Regions from separate parts of the Mus musculus genome. Here regions 2, 3 and 4 are each linked to region 1. A link is a contact called in public Hi-C, Micro-C and promoter capture Hi-C data. All regions are on one chromosome and are shown on one strand. Each heading gives the region's core, a stretch centred on a gene start, on an enhancer-like site or on the middle of the called end of the contact. The rest is flanking DNA. Distances are from core to core; before and after follow the strand shown. Region 1 has its middle 20 kb from the start of Esr2. Region 2 has its middle 31 kb from the start of Gm10451. Region 3 holds the start of Sgpp1 (sphingosine-1-phosphate phosphatase 1). Region 4 overlaps Sptb (spectrin beta, erythrocytic).

Evidence for each region. Promoter capture Hi-C pulls out the DNA fragments that hold promoters and counts their contacts. Hi-C and Micro-C count contacts between places; a contact is called where the count stands out from the background.
Region 2: a contact with region 1 is called in a Micro-C map of embryonic stem cells, with 7 times the contacts expected there. The contact joins two enhancer-like sites. A contact is called at or near these places in 3 of 39 promoter capture datasets (liver and pre-B cells) and 27 of 484 Hi-C or Micro-C datasets (the G1E-ER4 cell line, the N1E-115 cell line, cardiomyocytes and 11 more).
Region 3: a contact with region 1 is called in a promoter capture Hi-C map of embryonic stem cells, with 9 read pairs. The contact joins the promoter of Sgpp1 here to the enhancer-like site in region 1. A contact is called at or near these places in 2 of 39 promoter capture datasets (embryonic stem cells and hippocampal neurons), 6 of 115 datasets of contacts at active chromatin or transcription factors (astrocytes, embryonic forebrain, embryonic stem cells and 3 more) and 2 of 9 other capture datasets (adipose tissue and embryonic stem cells).
Region 4: a contact with region 1 is called in a Hi-C map of the N1E-115 cell line, with 2.9 times the contacts expected there. The contact joins two enhancer-like sites. A contact is called at or near these places in 1 of 39 promoter capture datasets (pre-B cells), 1 of 15 datasets of contacts at CTCF or cohesin (the NIH/3T3 cell line), 2 of 484 Hi-C or Micro-C datasets (the G1E-ER4 cell line and the N1E-115 cell line) and 1 of 115 datasets of contacts at active chromatin or transcription factors (bone marrow-derived macrophages).

Annotation. Positions count from the first base shown.
Region 1 is chr12:76,195,455-76,198,310 of GRCm38.p6, reverse strand. No RefSeq gene overlaps it. Among named protein-coding and RNA genes, the nearest start is that of Esr2, 20 kb to the right of the region's middle. Within about 2 kb of position 1,505, at least 232 of the 459 cell types and tissues checked have an H3K27ac peak or open chromatin away from gene starts, as enhancers often do. A contact at or near this core is called in the N1E-115 cell line, adipose tissue, bone marrow-derived macrophages and 2 more, where this site is marked.
Region 2 is chr12:76,474,159-76,476,858 of GRCm38.p6, reverse strand. No RefSeq gene overlaps it. Among named protein-coding and RNA genes, the nearest start is that of Gm10451, 31 kb to the right of the region's middle. Within about 2 kb of position 1,363, at least 29 of the 459 cell types and tissues checked have an H3K27ac peak or open chromatin away from gene starts, as enhancers often do. A contact at or near this core is called in embryonic stem cells, where this site is marked.
Region 3 is chr12:75,734,233-75,737,057 of GRCm38.p6, reverse strand. Sgpp1 (sphingosine-1-phosphate phosphatase 1) reads left to right here and starts at 1,329. Exons shown (of 3, transcript NM_030750.3): 1 at 1,329-2,145. The coding sequence starts at 1,495.
Region 4 is chr12:76,595,107-76,597,822 of GRCm38.p6, reverse strand. It overlaps Sptb (spectrin beta, erythrocytic), which reads left to right. Exons shown (of 36, transcript NM_013675.3): 32 at 22-97. Among named protein-coding and RNA genes, the nearest start is that of AI463170, 49 kb to the right of the region's middle. Within about 2 kb of position 1,267, at least 27 of the 459 cell types and tissues checked have an H3K27ac peak or open chromatin away from gene starts, as enhancers often do. A contact at or near this core is called in the N1E-115 cell line and bone marrow-derived macrophages, where this site is marked.

The DNA of each region.
Region 1 (2,856 bases), core at 256-2,755:
TACTTATTCTGTGGCTGAAAACTGCTGGCTTCTTTTCTCTTCAACTCTCTGTGCTTAAAGAAGCACTGGGGAAACTTAACACTTTGTGCTTAAATAAACTCTGGGGGAATCTTAACTCTTTGTTATTATTCTGTGCCTTCCACAAGCACTAAAAAAACAAAAACAAAAACAAAAACAAAAAAACAAACAAACCAAAAAACCAAAAAACAAAACCAAAAAAAAAACCCCAAAACAAACAAACAAACAAACTTGACTCTTAATGCTTAAATAAACACCGGGAAATTACAAAAAGGATTTCTTGCTGCTGCTCCTTTCTCGGGCAAGTCAGCTAGAAGCCTCTGAGAGGCTCAGAGCTCGTTAACACTTTTTGAACCAGAAAGAAAAGAAAAGAAAAAAGAAAAAAGGAAAGGAAAGGAAAGGAAAGGAAAGGAAAGGAAAGGAAAGGAAAGGAAAGAAAAGAGAAAAGGGAAAGAAGTCACTCACACAGAGAACACACACACACACACACACACACACACACACACACTTTGGGTGAAGTGGAAAACAGCTACACCACCTTTCTTTATTGCTATCAGCCTTTTTATAGCGTTTTAGACAAAAAGTTCTCTATGTAAGAAAGAATTACTTTATAGATAAAATGTTCCATAAAAAGGGAGTTTCAGAAAGGTATGAAGAACAAGTTCAAAGCAGTGTTTCCTTCTCTAAGCTCATTCTAAGTTCCAACAACAGGTTTTACATGGGCTTGCCTTATCGTGTGCACACCTGTGGCTTCATCCTTGGAACTGAAGGTTTCCTTGAACACAAAGTTGTCCCAAGCCTATATCTTTCTTTAGTGTAATTATGAAAGCTCACTGCATATCGTCTTATGCAGCATTTACTGACTAACCTGAGAGAAAAGTCCATTGCCCCGACCCCCACCCCCGAATAAATGGCTGGGGCATCCATCTAAGGCTGCAGCAGTGTGTGGATTGTTGACTCTGTATGAGGCGACTACAGAGAGCTCCAGAGAGGCTCCGTCCTCAAGCCCCAGGCAGACAGCTACAGCCAGGGGCAGCACCCCAGCCCAGAGCTGGGACTTGGGCAGCGCCAGGGTCGGATTCACTCAGCCTAGAGATGGACAGGGGACCCTGGAGTGCAACTGCCTGTACGGTAGTTTTTTTGTTTTTTGTTTTTGTTTTGTTTTGTTTTGTTTTGTTTTGTTTTGTTTTGTTTTGTTTTGTTTTGCAGAGACAGTGAGCTGATGTGGGTATCTATGCCCAAAGGAGCCTTTCTGTGTTCGCTTCCCCACATCCTCCTTGTCTACACAGGACACAGGACAGCCAGACCAGGTCTCCTGACTGCTTGCGCTGCAGGCTGCCTGAGATCAGTACACATGCTGCCAGCTACAACCCAAACAAAAGACAGAAAGCTGGCTCCAAAGCACAGAAGCCTTAGGTCTTTCCACAGTCAGCCCTTCCTCGCGAATAAAAGAATCACAGAGGACTGCAGTGTCCCGAATCAAACAGCAGAGGGAGACAGAGGTACAAAAAGCTCTGGATCATTGCTGAACGAACAGCTTGCTTCAAGGCTGGAGCTGCTTAGAATCTTAACATTATCTCAAGATAATAAATGTGACTTGGATCTCTGAGTTCTAATGATGGGGTTGTGGGCAGCTTCAATTACTCTGACAAAACACTTTCTGTAATTACAGGATCTTGTGGTACCAGAAGCACCTGAGCTAGAAGGCACAGCCCTGAGACATTGTATTCTGCTTCTGTTCTTTGGCGGTCATCGTAGGAGTCGTTAGGTTTTACAGCCAGGGGTTTCCCAAAATTCTCCTCCTTCACTGTCCGCTGGCCTTCAACTCTAAGTGTTCCCTTCCACATGGAGGGACCCTACCCAATGTCCTTGCCTGCGGGTCAGAAAACTCAAATGGCCATCTAGGCTAAGGCCACCTTCCTGCTCAGAATTTGCTTTCGGGTTGCTACAAAACTTGAGGTCCTGAAGATCCCAACAGTGCGGCAAAGCCAGTTTTACCCGACTTGAGCCTGCGCAGGCGGACTGCTCTTGTGTCCATCGAAGACCTGGCAACAAAACGTGCCTGGATTCCAGCCAATCAGGGTGTGGGGGTGGTGTCAGGGCGCTGCCCGGGCGGGGTGTTGGGCGGGGCAGAGTTGCGTGCCTGTTGGTCTCTGTCGCAGCAGGCAGGTGATTTCCCTGTCTTGGCTCCTGGCGGCTTCGCATTTTCTCTCAGATCAGCCAGACTGGGGTCTGACTCTAAATGCTGGGAAGTTTTCCAGAACCTTGCAGTGCTGGCTACAACTCTGCATGTGCTCCGTGTGCAAGGTTCCCCTAAGCTGTACGTGTACTCAGCTCTGCAAGCTGGCTTTAAACTCACAGAGATTGTTTTCCTTCCAAGGGCTGGCATTACAGGCTGTGCCACCATGCGCAGCTTATTACTTTTAAAAAATTCTTATTTTTATTTTACGTGTATATGTGAGTGTCTATATATTTGTGAGTGTTCCGTGTTGTGTGCCTGGTGCCTGTGGAGGCCAGAAAGTGTTGAGTCCCCTGGACCTGGACTTACAAGCAGCTGGGAACTGCTATGTGGGTGCTGGGAACTGAACCCTTGTCTTCTGCAGGAGCAGCCAGTGCTCACAACCTCTGAGCCATCTAGTATGTAGCCTAGGATGGCCTGGGAATTGGCTATGTAGACCAACTGGCCTCTAACTCACAGAGATCCGTGTACCTCTACCTCACCAGCTGTGCGTGTGTTTATCTTAAGTCATTTATTTACTCTATGTGTATATGTGGGTGCCTGCGTGTATGCATTTGCATGAGGTGCATGCAATGCCAAAGGAAATCAGAAGAGAGTAT
Region 2 (2,700 bases), core at 114-2,613, 280 kb before region 1:
TCAAAAAACAAAACAAAGCAAAACAAAACAAAACAAAGCTGGGCCGTGGTGGCGCACGCCTTTAATCCCAGCACTCAGGAGGCAGAGGCAGGTGGATTTCTGAGTTCGAGGCCAGCCTGGTCTACAAAGTGAGTTCCAGGACAGCCAGGGCTATGCAGAGAAACCCTGTCTCAAAACAAAACAAAACGAAGTCTTAGTCATTTACCTTTTACGATTTGGTCTGTGGTTGATCTGGACATGGTTTTTGCATTTGGAGTGATATAGGGAACATGCGAATACTTAGGAGATCAGTGTCATGTGTTGAAAGGACCATGTTTTTTCCCAGTGAATGACATAGGACCTCAGGCTTAAGGCAGGAGACTGCTTATGTGTGGGTCTATCTAGGGACATCTTATTTATCTGTGTTTTTGCTGACATCACATGTTTTCAATTGTGGTAGTTTAAAAACTGGTAATTTAGTTGGGTGTGGTGGCACATACATAATGTGAGCATTTCTCCTAGGCTCCGCCCAACAGTTACCTAGCAACAGCCAGGTAAGAGTCTGGCTTGCTATAAAAAGACTTTGGCCTCAATCTCTCTCTCTCTCTCTCTCTCTCTCTCTCTCTCTCTCTCTCTCTCTCTCTCTCCTCCCTCTCTCTCCCCATGTGTTTCTGGCCCTGACTTTTCCCTTCCTTCTCTCCCTTTCTGTCCCCTCCTCTTTCTCTGCCTCTACTCCCTTTTCAGCCCCGCTGAGAGAGAGAGAGAGGGGGAGAGAGAGAGAGAGAGAGAGAGGCTGGGGTGGGGTGAGGGTGGGAGACAAACAGTCCTTTTAAAGCACCTTTTAAAGCAAGCCAGGCTCCCACCTGGCTGTTGCTAGGTAACTGTTGGGCGGAGCCTAGAAGAAATGCTAACACATATAATCCTAGCATTCCTGAGAGAGTCTGGGGCAAGAGGATTAAGAGTTAGGGGCCAGCCTGGGCTATATAATAAGATACCTGTCGATCATGCTCCAGGGATGGTACCACACCCAGGAGTATATGGACAGACAGCACAAATTAGACTCAGTGGGTTGTTTTTAAAAAAGGACCTGGAGATAGGAGAGTGGGGAGACAGGAAATGGATCTGGGAGAGTTAAGGTAGATATGATCAAAATGCATTGTGTGAAATTCTCAAAGAATTAATAAACATATCCTTTAAAAGAGGGCCTGTGCCTTTCCCTGCCGTCTCACAATACTGCAAAGAGCAGTAAAGTTCACCAGGTCCAGAATCAGTGCCCATTCCTCCAGCCTACTTTAATCTGAAAATACTGCATTGAAAGTCAAACTGAAGAACTGTGGTGCCGTCTGTATAGTCGACTATTACTCTGCGGCAATATAAATGAGTTGTAAAGACATGGAGGAAGTAGGTGTGGTGGCTCATGCTGAGGCAGGAGCATGACTGAAGGGCAGCCTAGACTCAATAACAAAACTCAGTCTACACATAATAAGATAGGTCGTTAAGGATGAGAGAGAAATGAGTCCAAGCACAAAGGGTTTCAGGCAAGGAAAGTTCCCGCTTGTTTGCTTTCATTGTTTTTTCCCCCTTTGTTTGTTTTTCCCCTTTCTTTGTTTTCTGTGTTGTTATGTTGCTTGTTTTGACAGAGTCTCCAGTAACTCAGGCTGGCCTCAAACTTGATATGTAGTCAAGGCTGGCCTTGAACTCCTGACCTCCTTCCTGCCTCTACTCCCAAGTGCTGAGATTCTAGGTGTACACTACCACACCAGTCTTCAAACTATTCTGTCATGGTGTTGTTATGTTGGACACGTGTGCTGTAAATTTGTCAAATCCTATATAACATCAATGTAGCCAGCAGATGGCTCAGTGAGTTAAGGCACTTGCCACCAAACCTGATAACCTGAGTCCCTGGAACCCACGTGGGGGAAGGAGAGGACAGACTCCTGGAAGCTGTCCTCTGATCCTTCTGATCTCCACACTGGAGCTGTGAAACCCCCAAAGCCAATGTCACATAGACCTAGACAATGTCACAATCCATCAGACCCTGCCACCACCACCACCAGCCCCACCCCCCTGCCCTCATGTTTGGAACGATACAGTTCACATCTTTTGCTCTTGTAGTGTTTCTGTCTAGGTTTTATTTAATTTCTGCTGCCAAACACCAGTTATCTACTTCTTGTAGTGTTTCTGTCTAGTAGGTTTTATTTAATTTCTGCTGCCAAACACCAGTTATCTACTTCCTAGATTGAACTAATTTTCTTTTTTTGTTTTGTTTTGTCTTTTTGTTTGTTTGGTTTCTCTGTGTATCCTTGGCTGTCCTGGAACTCACTCTGTAGAGCAGGCTGGTCTCGAACTCAGAAATCCTCCTGCCTCTGCCTCTGCCTCTGCCTCTCAAGTGCTGGAATTAAAGGCGTGCACCACCGCGCCCGTCTCTTACAAAGCAGTGGCCAATAGGACCATGGTTCAGTCACTGAACTTAGATGGCCCGCCTGGAGTACAGCTGAGCTCTGATTAGCTGAGTTTGAGGGCGAGTCTCAGCCTGTCTGTAACGCCCAATCATGAACATGCAAAATACTGCCAGCTGCTTGGGTATGGCCAGACTGCTCCTGCTTTCTGTTTTACACAGACCCTGATTATATTTGGGTAGATGCCTGCAGTGTTTGTTTCAATGACTTCCAGAGTCAGAATACTCCAGAATGAAGTCTTTTTAATCCACCATATGAAGAC
Region 3 (2,825 bases), core at 80-2,579, 460 kb after region 1:
GCTTGCTGGCTAAGAAGAGACACCCATAGCAAACCATGGTTACTTTGTATACCATTCTTCAGGCCCAGTATTCCTTTTCTCATGCTTGTCTGCTTTCCTAGGCTGTAAACGCTTTTACTTATTTTGATACAGTATCTTGTTATGAAGCCCCAGCTGTCCTCAAACTCCAAATCTTCCCATGTCAGCCTCCAAGCGCTGGGATTCGTCTGTGCTCCCTCAACCTTTCCAACCTCAGCAATTCCAGGGCCAGGGACTCGAGGCAATCCTCTTTATGACTGCAGCAAGTGGAATAGGAGGAGCTGGGAAGCAATCTTTCTTGGGAAATGAAACTATTTCTCATGGCTTACCAGCATGGAGCATTTTCCAGCCTCTTTCTTGGAAGTAGTTCAGTCTTTAATTATAGACATTCGTTTGCCTTGACTGAAAATAACTTCCTGGAATTAAAACTTTGAAATCTTTTAATAAAATCGGATCCATCTAGAAGTTAAAGTCAAGTTTGTGACTTGCAAGACAATCCTGTTAAGATTCTAGTTCAGCCTATCAGATTCCAAGTTCAAACCTGGCATGGTGCCCCAGTAACCCCGAGTCTTGGGGGGCTTCACCAGAAGGATCAACAGTTCAGGGCTAGCCTTAACTACATAGCAAGGCTGAGGCCAATCTCGGCTAAATGATATACCCTGGTTCAAAAACAAAAACAAAACAAAACAAACAACAACAACAAAACAAAAACAAAAACAAAAAAACAAACAAACAAAAAAACAAACCCGAAACTCACAAAAAGAAAACGATAAAAGACAAAACAAAAAATACCCTCAGAATTCTCCACGCTACATTCTCCCACTAACTATGTGTTCTGAGCAATCTTGCTAAGTGCTAGAATTTATTAAGGAAATTTTACACCTAAATTCGCTTAAGAGACGTATGTGATGAGTGACAGTCAGATTTTACTTGGTAGGTGACTGGCTTTTCCTTTGCAGACCACAGCTGTGTCAGCGATCACATACCCAGGCTCTGTCCTGGATTATCTACGGTTTTCTAATCTTGCCACCGCTGGTCAATTGGCACGTGGCTTTCCGGACATCAACCATCCGAGACAGCTCTGAAATTAGTTGCTAATTAATGGCGTGAGTCGGACGATTCCGGTTTCGCGGCGGTTACTTTGCCTCCATTCATCACGCCCCAATTGATTCCAGGCTAATAAAAGCCGCGGGCAGCTCCTGGGTCACCAGCCCTGCCTAGACCCGCACTGTTCTTCGCACAGCAACCAGGAGCACCGGGAGGCGGGGCTTCGGCGACAGCTCCGGGCTGCGCGCGCGGCGCGGGCCTCCGTGAGCGCGCCAGGGGAGGGGCGCGCGGGGCGCAGGGCGCGCGCGGCGGCCGCTGCGGCCTGTTGGCGCGGTCGCCGGCAGCCTCGAGCGAGTCGAGCTAGGCACCGTGGCGGCTGTGGCTGGCGAGGAGCGCGTGGCCGGATCAATTCCCGAGTGGCCCGCGACCATGTCCCTGGGGCAGCGGCTGGCTCTGCTGGCCAGCCGTCTGCAGGAGCCGCAGCGGGTGGCGAGCTTCCAGCGTCTGTGTGGGGTGGAGGTGCCGCTCAGCAGCCCGGCGGCGGACGAGGATGCAGAGACCGAGGTTCGCGGAGCCCCGGGAGAACCCCGGCGACGGGGACGGCAGCCGGGCGCTGAGGACAGCCCCGCCAAGGCGGACTGCTGCGGTGCCCCGAACGGCGTGCGCAACGGGCTGGCGGCCGAGCCGGGCCCGACCGGGCCCCGCCGCGCGGGCTCGCAGCGCCGCAACTCGTTGACGGGCGAGGAGGGCGAGCTGGTCAAAGTGAGCAACTTGCCGCTCTACTACCTGTTCTGCTTAGGCACGGAACTGGGCAACGAGCTCTTCTACATCTTATTCTTCCCCTTCTGGATCTGGAATCTCGACCCCTTTGTGGGCCGGAGGCTGGTGATCATCTGGGTGCTGGTCATGTACCTGGGCCAGTGCACCAAGGACATCATCCGCTGGCCACGGCCGGCCTCGCCGCCTGTCATCAAGCTGGAGGTCTTCTACAACTCGGAATACAGCATGCCCTCCACGCATGCCATGTCAGGCACCGCCATCCCCATCGCCATGTTCCTGCTCACCTATGGCCGCTGGCAGGTACGCTGTGCCCCTCAGCTCCACGGTCGAGTTTCCAGTGCTTTCTGAACTTTCTTTTTCCCCTTTTTTTAAAAATTTGCCTCTTCCCGTCCAAAACCCCAACCCACAGGTTCTCACAGTACCCACGCAGGTCCTGTCAGAGTTCTAGAAAATTAACTGATGACGGTTCTTAAACACTAAACTGTATTTTAATACAGTTGGGTATAGTTTCTTAGACCCCCACCCCCCAAGGAAACACTTTTCGTGCATTGAATCCTTGAGCTTAGACTGAGTTTTTAAACTTAGTTCGTCTGATGCACAGTGGTGATTCAGTGTACTTAAAATGAAACACTTGGTAACTGAGACCCGGTTTCACTGCAATACATGGTGTTTACAATGTAAAATTAAAGAGTGTTTTCAAAACAGTAGTATAATTTCGGCACAGGCACATTCCAAGCACTAAAGTAATGACAGTTAAGAAAAAAAGCCGAAAGGTAAAGGAACAGAATCTAGATGAGTTCGTCGTAAAGGATTGACTGCAGGTCTGTTAAGACACTTCACTTCTGTCTCTGGTCTGGAGAACCAGTTGTTAGTTGCTACACTGTTACTATGGCGGTAACTGTAACCCTGCAGTTATAGGCTTTGCCTTCCGAGGAGCTGGATTGGTTATAATGGCGTTTGACATCGGGGGCAATTTGTCC
Region 4 (2,716 bases), core at 18-2,517, 400 kb before region 1:
GAGAGGTTGTGTCTTCTTTAGGCCTCAAGAGGAGGAAGGCGAGACAGCTGGCGAGGCCCCCCAGGTCCACCATGCGGCCACAGAGAGAACATCTCCGGTCAGTTTCATGTCCCGCTTGTCTAGTTCCTGGGAGTCGCTGCTGCCAGAGCCCGCTCACCCCTTCTAGACTCAGCCAGGGCAGAAGGAAGGCCAGGACGAGGACAGGGTGTGCTTCCTGGTCCCCACCCTCATCCTGCCCACATGTCCCCTCTAGGAGCCTCCTTCAGATCCGTCTACTTTTATACTTAGATTTTAATTCTTAAATAACTCCTCTCCTTCCAACCCAGAAGCCAGCCCACCAACATGATTCTACAAGTTTGGTTTTCTCTAGTCTAATAAATTTTATGGGATAAAATCTGTCACCATCAGCACAGGGGAAACACTTTACTCAGAGTTGATTCCATTGGATACATGGTCTCTTTTCCCATTTTCCTTCAAACCCCGTCCTTAGCACAGTGTCCTCTTCCATACATGCTGGCACATACATGTACACACACACACACACACACACACACACACACCGACAGACTGCCTCATCCTGCTGAACCACCCACAGACATCTCATGCAGCGAGGGGTAGATAGCCCACCCATCTAGCAGATTTCTTTTCAGACAGAGCCCATCCCTCTATGGCTATAGGTCATAAAGTTTGACTAGGGAGATGGTTCTAAGGCAGGGTTAGGCTTGAGTCCTGCAAGTGGGAAGGAGATCAGGGCTTTTAGTACTGCAAGGAAGCCCCCAATTTGTAGAACAGGGGCTTAAGGAACAGTAGCTTCCAGAGGCCTGGGATGTACAGCCGTAGGACCGTACCCAGGGCAGGTTCTCTTGGGCCCTGAGAGTCTGTTCAGGGAGCCTGGACAGCTGCGACTCAGATTGGGGAAATGCTCTGGGAGTAGCCGGCTGAGAAGAACGCAATCTGCATGTGGTTTGCACCACTGCATGGATCCCTGCGGCATGTGGCTTTGGGTATCAGTAGCAACAGATAACTTCATGTACTCCCTCTCTCAGAGCCCAGATGAGTGTGGTGTAACGTGAGTAGGGATTGAGAAAGATTAGCATCCTTGGTGGGAATTTCTACTACAATAGCTACCCCTAGAAAGACGCACATATCTTCCTGTGCAGAATCCCTGCGCACACACACACACACACACACACACACACACACACACACACCTCAGTTTCTTTGGTGCCCTTTTCTGAGCTGCACCGACCCATCATGCTCAGCAGAGGGCACTGTTGGGCTCTGCTGGAAGACCTCTCTCTGAAGATCCTGCTGCCGTTCCCATCCCGCCTGTGGTAGACTGTCTTGCAGCTCCCTTTCCCCAGCACCAACTCCCCTGACCCCATCCCTCAGCCCACTCCCACCAGAGGGAGAGAGAACTCCTGGGGCTACAGACTGTGAACAGGGCTGGACCTGCCCCTGCCCCTGCCTCCTGCCTCCTGCCTCCACCCGCGCTTCTGCCCTGCATCCCTGTGTGTCTGCATGCCGTGGTGTCCCCGGTGTGCAGGCTTCATGACCACCTGAGCATCTCGACACCATTGTCTGTCGTGTACGTGTACGTTTGTGCAAATGTAACTACATGTGCACCTGAGCCACCTCCATCTGACACTTGAATATCACTGGGTTGGGAGGAATAAAATTTGCTTAAATCTGAGTGTTTCTCTGGGGGAGGAATGAGCCCCTGTGGGGGAATCTCTGCTGAGGAACCAGCCACTCACCAGATTGGAAATGCAACCCATATCTGTACCAGAAAGCAACCAGATGGCTAATCAAATGAACACCAGGCCCAGGGCTTCTTGGAGACAGCCTTCTTCCTGCTGCAGCGCCTTCCCAAGCCTTAAAGATGCAGGAGGGAGGACATAACTCCAAATCATCTTTGATATGAGAAAGAGGATGGAGCCCATGCAGACAGAAAGCCCAACCTCCTTTCAGAGAGGTCCTCCCCAGCTCACTACAGCCCCCCTTCACTGCCCTTAACCTCTGGCCCATCACAGGAAGGTTCAGTTGTATGCTGTGCCTTCTCATGAATGGGCCTGGGGTGCCATGGCTCTCCTGCTGGTCCTATCTGTGCAGTCTGGTGTCGGGTCCTGTAGTTTAGATACATGCCACATTGCTTCGTGTAAAAGCCCTTACTAATGCATGTCGCTTCCTGCTGGAGTTACGAATGGGAGTGGAACACCACGTACCCCTTGCCCTGCCTGGATAGTGCCTGGATAGGTGGCACCCTGCGGGCCTTGATCCAGCCTTCCCTTTCCTGTGTGTGTACATGCAATGACTGAGCTGCCAAACCATCACTGTGCACTGCCACTACTGCCCCTCGCCTCTGCATGTTAGAATGCATTCTGGTAAAAGCCGGACCCTTCCCACAGGTAAGTGTGAGGCCAAGCCAGAGACACAAGGTATCACAAGAAGCAAGACTCGGGATGAAGTCAGAATGTCTGGGGTCTGGTCTTTGGTTCTGGTTAACCTGTGTGGGTTTGGAATCCTCTCCCCGTCCCCAAGCCTCTTGCCTTATAAAGGTCTTTTTGTAAGGTTACAGAAAGTCCACAGTCCCACGAGTCAGCGACGTAGCCTTCCAAGGGGGAGACTGAGAGGATGGCTTTCCTATTTTCCTTCCATCTGCTCCTAACTCTGAGATTCCGGAAGCTACTGTGAAATCAGGATGGGGAAGGAGAGG